Regions from separate parts of the Gossypium hirsutum genome. Here region 2 is linked to region 1. Evidence: chromatin contacts called from public Hi-C data. All regions are on one chromosome and are shown on one strand. The core of a region is the stretch at or near the end of the contact, and the rest is flanking DNA. Distances in the headings are between cores, read along the strand shown. Region 1 has its middle 22 kb from the start of LOC107899048. Region 2 holds the start of LOC107899523 (auxin transporter-like protein 2).

Region 1 (4,646 bases), core at 1,543-4,042:
GTCATTACATTGAGTCATTAGCTTCAAGTTGAAAGATAATATATATGTATATATACATCCATTAAAATGCGTGGAAAATGAAGCATTAGATGAGATATCCACTGATAAAAAATGAATCACAAGATTAAGTCAATCCTGAAACACAAATAGAGGGTAAGGTTAAATCGGCTAGCTTGAAACAAGAGAGGTATTGGAAGCAAAATGAGGTGGTGGGTGGGATATTAGTTCAACTGGATACTGCCAACCTAAGGCTTATCATATTGGAGTCGAGAAGGACCTAACTGAGAAGACCCACATCGAAGATCTGAAATCTTAACAGGGCTTTCACGGTAGATTTTATTTTAGATTGCTGGGCTTCACTTGTACTTAAGAAACCGGGTTACATTCAAAACCCTACATCACTAGATTTAACAAGCTTTTTCTGACCCAGTCCCATTTATGATATTTCATTTAAATGCTCAATGCCCACTTCCAAATAGTTGCCCTCTCCCCCATCTTTGAGGCCCATTGAAATACAAAACCTTTTCGTTGTTAGTTTAGTGCCAATTTGCATGGAGACTGAAAAGATTAAAAGGCCCTCAAATTAGCGAATGTGCGGTTCAGGTTTGAGTTTCAATGCTCATAAATTGATATATATATATATACTTGGATTATGTCTAAATTTATTTTTCGTGTAAAATTCTTAAAAAAAAACTCTAAAATTTAATGCTATTAATTTATCAAGGAATAAAAGTTGTTTACGTATGGAGATGAATGTGAACTAAAAACTTGAATCTAATCTATTTGTAGCTCTATCTATGATTCAAAAAAAGAATACATTAAAGGAATAACAGGGCAGTCATCCGGAAATATGAAAGACGGGGTGTGGTGGGAGAATCCACTACGTAGTTTGCTTGCAGTTGACTTTGCCGGGAATCTTGAAAGAAGTTTTGCTGTGGGTTCCGTGGTGTCTGCCACAAAAGGTATCCAATCCATTCGTGCAATGACAAAAACAGAAAAAAAAAAAGAAAAAAAGAGAAGAGGAAAATGATAGTGGGAGAGAGAATTGAGGCAGAAAATGATATAACGCTAAGGCCATAATTTGATACTACTAATTTTATCAGCTTAAGCCTTCCATTTGAACTGACTTCTAATCCTGCAATATTTAAAACGTGTAGGCCATGAATTTCACTATTTGTTCTTAGCAAAGCAAAAAAGACAACGTTTAGGCTTCTTTTTTTTGTTCCAAGTAGCACCCTCAAAGCTCAATCAATCACATCCCTAATAAAACAAATGAATATATACTAACAAAATTGAGGTCTGGCCTTTGGAAATCAAATATTCAAGGAGTCAAACGGGTTTGGACAACTTTTCTAAAGAAAGGGAAAACAAAATCCACTCCAACTCGCAAACCGTTTGTAATGAAACAAGTCAGAATGAGCTGAGAGCAAAGGCAAAAAGATAAAGTAAATTATGTTTTCACGTGTAAAATGGGGACTGCCCGGGGGTATGTATTCTTTCTTATTTTATCCATAGATTTTCAACTTTTAACTCCTCCGTCCCTTGCTTATAAAGTTTGAGTACTCAGTTTCCCTTACCAAACTTGGAGAAGACTGACTATGAGGCCCATGAAACACACTGTCTCCTGTTGGCTCGTGTGTCTTGCGAGCTTTTTCTACGGTGTGGAGGCATTACCAACGCCGTGTTTTTACAAACTCTCTTGCTTCTAAAGCAAGTTATAATGGAAACAGAGGTATCCCTAAGTCAAAAGATGCCCACTAATTCGCCGGTGTCTATAATCTTTAAAGGACTAATGGTGTTGAAAATAATCATTTGAGAATCAGTTTGATTTGATTCCTATCATGGCTACGACCTAGGTCATCAAAAATCGGTCATCTTGTAAGAGTAAAAGCTAGAATTGTTCTGTATCTACAAGTTAGATGTATTTTAATCAAAGTCACAATAATAACGAATGAACTCTGTAGAGATTTGAGACCTAGTTTAATTGATATCTATTTTACATTTATTTATATGTTTGTCAGATATCTAAAAATGTATTTAAAAGTGGTAACTTATGGTGGTCCAAAGAGAATAATTCCGGATTATGTTCTCATGGTGCAGCTCATATATAGTGGATTGTGACAATTCCATCGAAAGGGTCTTCAAATATCTATATCTCAACTTTCCAAACCAACACGAAAAGACTAATTTTCTTGCGGGGCTTTCAAGAGTTAAGAGACAAACAAGCAAAGTTAAGTTGGACATAAGGCCTGGAAAAGTTTTAAGAGTAGTTTAGAGTCAAGATCTCTCATTTCATGTTTGTTGGGAGTTGGGACAGTATAAAGTTGTACTAACCATAAATCATGGCATTAACAAATTGTGAACTAGGTTAAGCTAGGCTCCAATTTATGTCCATTTGACAAAGATAATGGACAATTGTAACAAAGATCTCAAGCAAGAAATGTTAGGAGAAGACAACAATTCACGTGGCCGGGCCTTCCATTGTGTATGCATGGGGATTCATGAAGGGTGGGTATTGATGGCACAAGGGACCCCTCTCGAATGTCTGTCTCCGATACCTCCAAATAATTAAAAACCCAACTTTCCTAGTTCATATTATCCTCTAAGTCATTGAGGCGCCATTAATGTTTGATGTTTGACAAGCTATGAGAACTTAGTATAAATCGCAATATGCCCCTCTAAATGAAAGCTAAACCTATATTAAAACCCCCACTCATCTCTTTACAAGGTGATGATACAATTGTAATTTTGTACATTTGATGGAGTCACCTCAAGCTAACCAACCCCTTATATTCCAAATCTAAGTGGATCCCATTCCTTAAGATCATGGGTCCTATCAATGGCCGCCATGCCCATAGTTTGACCATACAAGATCCAAATGGGCTTCGCTTTTTTTCCTCTTTGAATTATCCTTTTTATTTTTATTTATGAAGATGAATAAAAAGTATAAGGTGATGGCCTAATGGACCTTTTACAAAACCCAAAACTCTCTTAGTCTTAGCTTAGAGAATGGGAAAGGGAAGAGCTTCTCCTTGCCACATGAATACCAAAAAAAAAAAGTCTCTCAAAGTCAATAAAATGATTGATGGGTAATTGAAGCCTGGAGAAATGTTCTTCCTGATCAGCAGCTCATTCAACCACCAATTGTTGTTTCATCAAAATGGAAAACGATGTGCAATCAACTTATAAACCTCTTTAAGTCTTAAGCACACAGGCTAAGATATGGAAAAAGACCCCATAAGTTTTCCATTTTGCAACCATGAAAGTGGGGACTAATGACAAAAACTACTGTACAAAAAAAGAAGAAGGTTTTCTTCCATACATATCAGCAAGGCAAAGTTAGGAATCTGATGTTGTTGGAGGTGGAAATAAAATTATAAAATAATTTAAATTTAATTATTAATAATTGAGAGGAACAAAAATTCATGTAAGACTTACGACAGCATGTATTGAATTTTGACGTTTGAATATTTTGCTAATGAAAGAACATCACGCATTATTGATGTCATTCCTTAGGTTTTAATTCATTAAGAATAATCTTAGCTACCAATATCAAATATATACCATAATATAGAAGTTCTCCCCAAGTTTTAATATGCTTCAATTTGATTTCATTCTTTGAAGAACAAGCAACGAAATATGTTGTTCTAGAGGGTAATTTAGTTATTTGATATGTAAGAAATGAGAAAAAGAGTAAAGAAAAAAAAAAGATAGAACTCTCTCTGTATATTTGGAATTTCGTCCCTCTATTTTTCAAATTTAAAAATTCAAATCTAGTTATTAGCACCGTTAAAATTCTTCTATTAAATTTGTTGGTGTGACATTCTACCTTTTTTTAAAAACAAAGTACTCACTCGATAATCATGTGTCACCAAAAATAACAATGTAATTGACTTGAATTTAACAAAAAATTTAACGATGTTAACAATTCTTTAAATTTACATTTGATAGTTTAATTAGAATAAAATATTTAGACTAACTAATGACATTATAAATGTCGAAGTACAAAATTATGTCAAAAATTAAAATTTAATATTTTTACATAGTTAAAAAATAGAAGATTCAGAATTGAAATTTAACTATTTTGTTAATAATGTAAAAAATAGCAATGACAAGTGTGGAAGGCCTTCTATATATATATGGTAGTATAGATATTGATTCATTAAGAGTAAATGTCATCATCCTTAAACCCTAATCATCAACATCAATGTCTAATTTAAAAATCATAGTGAAGAGACTGAATAAAAATATTTAAAAAATCAAAACATTAGGTGAAACCTTAAAGTTGATTGATAACATATTTAATTGAAGGGTAAGGATCATTTATTCAATTTCTCCCGAATTTCAACTCTATATAATTTTGAAATCATACGCATAAAATCTTCACTACGAACTTGTGCCAACTCATGAAATGGAGAAATGGAGATTTAAAATTATGCCAATACTCGATTAAAATATAGTGAAAGCATGTTAGTGAGATTATTATTAATTTGACTAATTATGAACTAATAAGGCGATATTCTCTGAAACATCGAACAAGTCTAAACTAGCTCATCATTGGCCTAACTCTACACTTATATAATTATCAACACTTGGCTGGAACACCGACTCCAAAAACGTTTTTATAGCATTATCAGTGCGGCAGT
Region 2 (4,646 bases), core at 707-3,206, 58 kb after region 1:
ATACAATATAATAATCACAAACAAGGTAAACAAGGATTACTAGCAGCTAAGTCTTCAGTGATTCGATCCAATCTAATTTCCTTGATCCAAAGGATTCGATAAACTTGATCCTATCCTCCATATATGTTTTTTTAAGTGATATGATCTTCGTTGGTGGAATAGATACATTCCACAATATCAGCACAATCCAAAAATTTAATTCAATAAATTATCAATAACTCAAATATGGAAATAATCTAATCTATTGAAAATTGGTCAAGAAATGGATATTCCCTCAAACATTTTTTCAGTCTTCTCATAGTTTTCAACAATAAAACTTACGTGGATTTTACTGGTCAAAATGTAGAGTCACTTAGCTCAAAGGGAGATGGAAAGGAGAGGCAAAAGTATTGAGTAATGACTAAAGAGGGATTAACTTGGGATGGATTTTTTTTTTTTTAGTTTTCTTTTGAAGTGAGCAAAGCAATAGTGGAAGATGTGCTGGATGAGTAGCGAGGGCCAAGCTCATAACCCTCACCAAGCCGACAAATCCCCCTTTGAACGGGTCTTCGTGGGTGTTTCCTGTGGTGGCTCCGCACCACCATTGCCGCCCTCACCACCTTCTTTAAGTACTTTAATTTGGATAAATTAATTATGACAGCTTTTCTCATAGATTTAGTGATATGTTCTTAGCAAGCTATTAACTTATACTAGGTTGTGGCATATTTGTAGGTGAAAACAAAAACCTTATGTGATAAAAAAAATTAAATGAGGTTATAGTTGAAATGTTAAATATTATGGTGTTTTAAATTTAGATTTTATTATGTGTATTTTTTAAAAAATATATATATAAAAATATTTAAAACAACACATAATCATAGTAATATTTTTCATTTTATAAAGAAAAAAACTAATTTTTTAGTATTTTCTAATTAAGATAGGATCACCAACTCACTCAAACACTTAAAAAATAATAATATAAATTTTAATTATTTTTAATTGAAATCTGTCCACACCTTTTTCCTATCAAAATTAGGATATCTAGCGAACACTATTAATATTTATTGAATTTTGTTACCAATTATTCTTTGTAAAAAAGTTGAAATAAATATAAATTCTATTTTTTTTCCTAACAAAAGTAAATGAAATTGGGAGTTTTAATGAATTGTGAAGATAATGGAGAGCGGGCCACAATGGGCCACACGATGAAGCCGTCCGATTAAAGGGCCACACAATGAGTTGAGCCGTCCAAGTTTCAGGTTATTACTTATACGTTTGGTTTGATATATCAAAATGGTTTTAATTAATGCATTGTCTATTTATTTTATAAATACATTATTTTTTGTTTTTATTTAAACAATTTTAATTTTATATATTTTTTAGTTGTAACTATATTATTACTTTTATTATATAAAAAGAACACAAATACCAACGAATTCAAGCTTAAATACGATTAAGCTGAATCAAGTTTGAGTTTTAATCTGCGTACAAAAATTAAAACTTGAATAACTCAATTAAATCTTGAGTTTAAATTAATATACCCAATTATTCAAATTCAATTCAAGTGACAACTATAATCATGATTATATTTAATTTCTTAGAAAAAATTCTCATCGTATCTTTACATGGGGGGGACTTTGGTCAAGTGTTACCACCAGAGCCGTAAGGAGCGTGCGAACAACGCCCCGGTTACACTGGACAAGTTGTGGAAATAATGATTGGCAGTTAAGTTGACGCGTTGGTGAGATAGAGTGGGAGATGGGGATTCCTTTACATTGATTGGGGGAGGGGTTGATGAAGTCTCCATTGAATAGGAAAAATTGAATCCAGCATTACAATACAAGACACTACGGAATTTAATAGACCCCCTATATTTGGATTTGGATCTAAGCTTCAGCCTTCAGCTTAGGCAATACCAACAGCAGCAGTATTTCTTTAAAATAACGTAATTTAAGAGCATCGGAAACGAGAAGTTTAGAGATAGATATAAATAAATAAAATAATCCTGGCATGCACTGAGCCACCGTTTCATAAATGCAAGCAAGCACTTGACAGGGATGAATAAGTTAGCTGTTGAAGTTGGCAAAGGGGCTCTGCTATAAAAAGCGAAGGGTGTAATGGTTTTGGTTAGGTTGAGTCTCACACTCATTTGTGATTAGAACAACGTCTCAGTCGCTTGGATCTCTAATTCTCTCTTCACCCACCCAAACCAACCCACACAATATCCCCAAGCATCGAATCCCAAGTGGATTTCACTCCCAATTCGGGGTTTAGTCACTCTCACCCTTTTCTTCCCCTTACTGTTGAGGGTAGGAGTTGAAAACACAAATAGTGAAATCCTGTATGATGAAATGGTACTGTATATCATTATATAAATAGCTAGTTGAATAGAAGCAAAAAGGGTCTTTTATTCAACCACTGTATACCTTCTTTTAAGTTGAGTTGGGTGAGGGGAGGAGAGTGAGATATTTTCCTTTTCCCTTCTTTTAAGGGCTCGCCGTCTTTGGCTGATTCACTGCACTGATTTCATTTTTCATATATATATTTTTTCTTTCAGCTGAGGAAATTGGTGGCTGCATTAAAGTAAGGAGCTTTACTGTGGCAATTATTTCAGGAACCATATAAAACCCCTCTCTCTCTTTCTCTCTGCCAACTCTTGGGATGGAGAAGTCATAAACTCTCACACTGCCCCCTCCAATATACCTTCTTTGGCTTTTCCTTTTTTTCCATCTGATACAATACTTTTATCAAAGTCTGTTCTTTTTCCATTCTTGAGAAGGAGAAAACAAATAAAGGTGATAGATCAACTCAAGCAAAGGACACCCTTTTAAATCCCACTCATTCTTGGGTCATTGATAGATCTCTGCTTGATTTTCTACAATCCTTTTTTTTTTCTTTACACGAAAGAGACAACTCAGAAACAAGGTTCGTTCAAAGTGGTAGTCAGGGTAGGGGGAAGTTTCTTTCTCTTTGGTTGGGATAGTGAAAAATGTCAATAACACTATTTCCTTTTTGTTCTCTATGGGATGGAAGTTTTAGTTTATCTTTTTCTACGTATTGGATGAGATTGCTGGGGTTTTGGATCTGGGGTGCTATTGACTTTCGTTATCTTGGGACTGATCCGTTTTGATTATAGACATAGTTTTTTTTTTGTCTCATTGATTGTCTTTTATATGTTCCAGATCTACCAGGATTTAGACATTGGCTTTAGAGAAAAACCAAGACAATGTTGCCTCAGAAGCAAGCAGAAGAAGCAATAGTCTCAAACTTAACCGAGATGGAACTTGAAACCAGAGAAGAAGACAAAGATGAAGAAGAACAACAATCATTGTTTAGTGTTAAAAACCTCCTCTGGCATGGTGGCTCAGCTTGGGATGCCTGGTTCAGCTGCGCTTCCAATCAAGTACTCTTTTCCAACACAACCATTACTACGTTCAACCCATCATTTCCTTCTCTGCTCTTAAAATGACTATCTTTTTCTTTTTCCCTCTTCCCTAGGTGGCTCAAGTGCTGTTGACACTACCCTATTCTTTCTCTCAACTGGGTATGCTGTCGGGAATTCTGCTTCAGGTATTCTATGGACTAATGGGAAGCTGGACTGCCTATATCATCAGTGTGCTCTATATAGAGTACAGAAGCAGGAAAGAGAAAGAGAACGTCAGCTTCAAGAACCATGTCATCCAGGTTCGTGTTGCTTGTTATTGCTTAGTTAGCAGAAGAACCCTAGGAAAAAAAAAATCTCAAACGATCACTGTTGTTAACTACTACACTGTTTTGGGATTGCAGTGGTTTGAAGTGCTTGATGGGCTGCTGGGTCCATACTGGAAGGCAGCTGGACTTGCCTTCAACTGTACCTTCCTCTTATTCGGATCTGTCATACAACTTATAGCTTGTGCAAGGTTAGTATACGTAAACTATTCATCTTTCTTCTCCATTCAACCTCAAATTTAAGCTGATTCTGAAACTGGGTATCATTCTTTTTTAACCATTTCTGTTACTTGTATGATAACAGCAATATTTACTACATCAATGATAAATTGGACAAAAGGACATGGACCTATATTTTTGGAGCTTGCTGCGCAACCACAGTTTTCATTCCTTCCTTTCACAACTACCGTATTTGGTCTTTCCTAGGTCTTGGGATGACCACCTATACGGCCTGGTACTTGGCAATAGCTGCCTTTGTTCACGGTCAGGTAAGGGGAAAAAAGAGTTAAAAACCAACAAATAAACGGCCTTCGTCTTCCTCCACATGCAATGCTTTTTATCTTCTCTTTACATATGATTCTCTTTTTGCTGATCAGGTTGACGGAGTTACGCACAGCGGTCCAAAAAAGTTAGTGCTCTACTTCACCGGAGCCACCAACATTCTATACACCTTTGGTGGACATGCTGTGACTGTGTAAGCTTTTTTCCCCCTTCAAAACTTACAAGATAACACTTGATTTCACTCTATTCCCTTTCTTCCTTTTTCTTTTGCTTCTACACGGCTTCTCTTTGCAGCTTTTGCCGGTAATCTTGGGGTTCGAGACCCAGACAAAATCATGCAAACTAAACTACTTTTGTTTACTCAGAAACCAACATTAAAATCCTTTCTCCATTTCTCTAGGGAAATTTAAATTGTATAATAGTCAAATGTTCAACTGTTTGTGAATTGTTTTTCCATG

The links. A called contact is a pair of places that touch in the nucleus more often than the background predicts.
Region 2: a Hi-C map of leaf shows a contact between it and region 1, with 4 times the contacts expected there. The contact joins the promoter of LOC107899523 here to the enhancer-like site in region 1. A contact is called at or near these places in 19 of 34 Hi-C or Micro-C datasets (anther, callus, cotyledon and 4 more).

The regions. Positions count from the first base shown.
Region 1 is chrD04:47,781,744-47,786,389 of Gossypium_hirsutum_v2.1, forward strand. No RefSeq gene overlaps it. Among protein-coding and RNA genes, the nearest start is that of LOC107899048, 22 kb to the left of the region's middle. Within about 2 kb of position 2,793, at least 3 of the 9 cell types and tissues checked have an H3K27ac peak or open chromatin away from gene starts, as enhancers often do. A contact at or near this core is called in hypocotyl and leaf, where this site is marked.
Region 2 is chrD04:47,840,737-47,845,382 of Gossypium_hirsutum_v2.1, forward strand. LOC107899523 (auxin transporter-like protein 2) reads left to right here and starts at 1,957. Exons shown (of 9, transcript XM_016825261.2): 1 at 1,957-2,927; 2 at 3,162-3,382; 3 at 3,478-3,663; 4 at 3,766-3,878; 5 at 3,992-4,175; 6 at 4,284-4,381. The coding sequence starts at 3,206.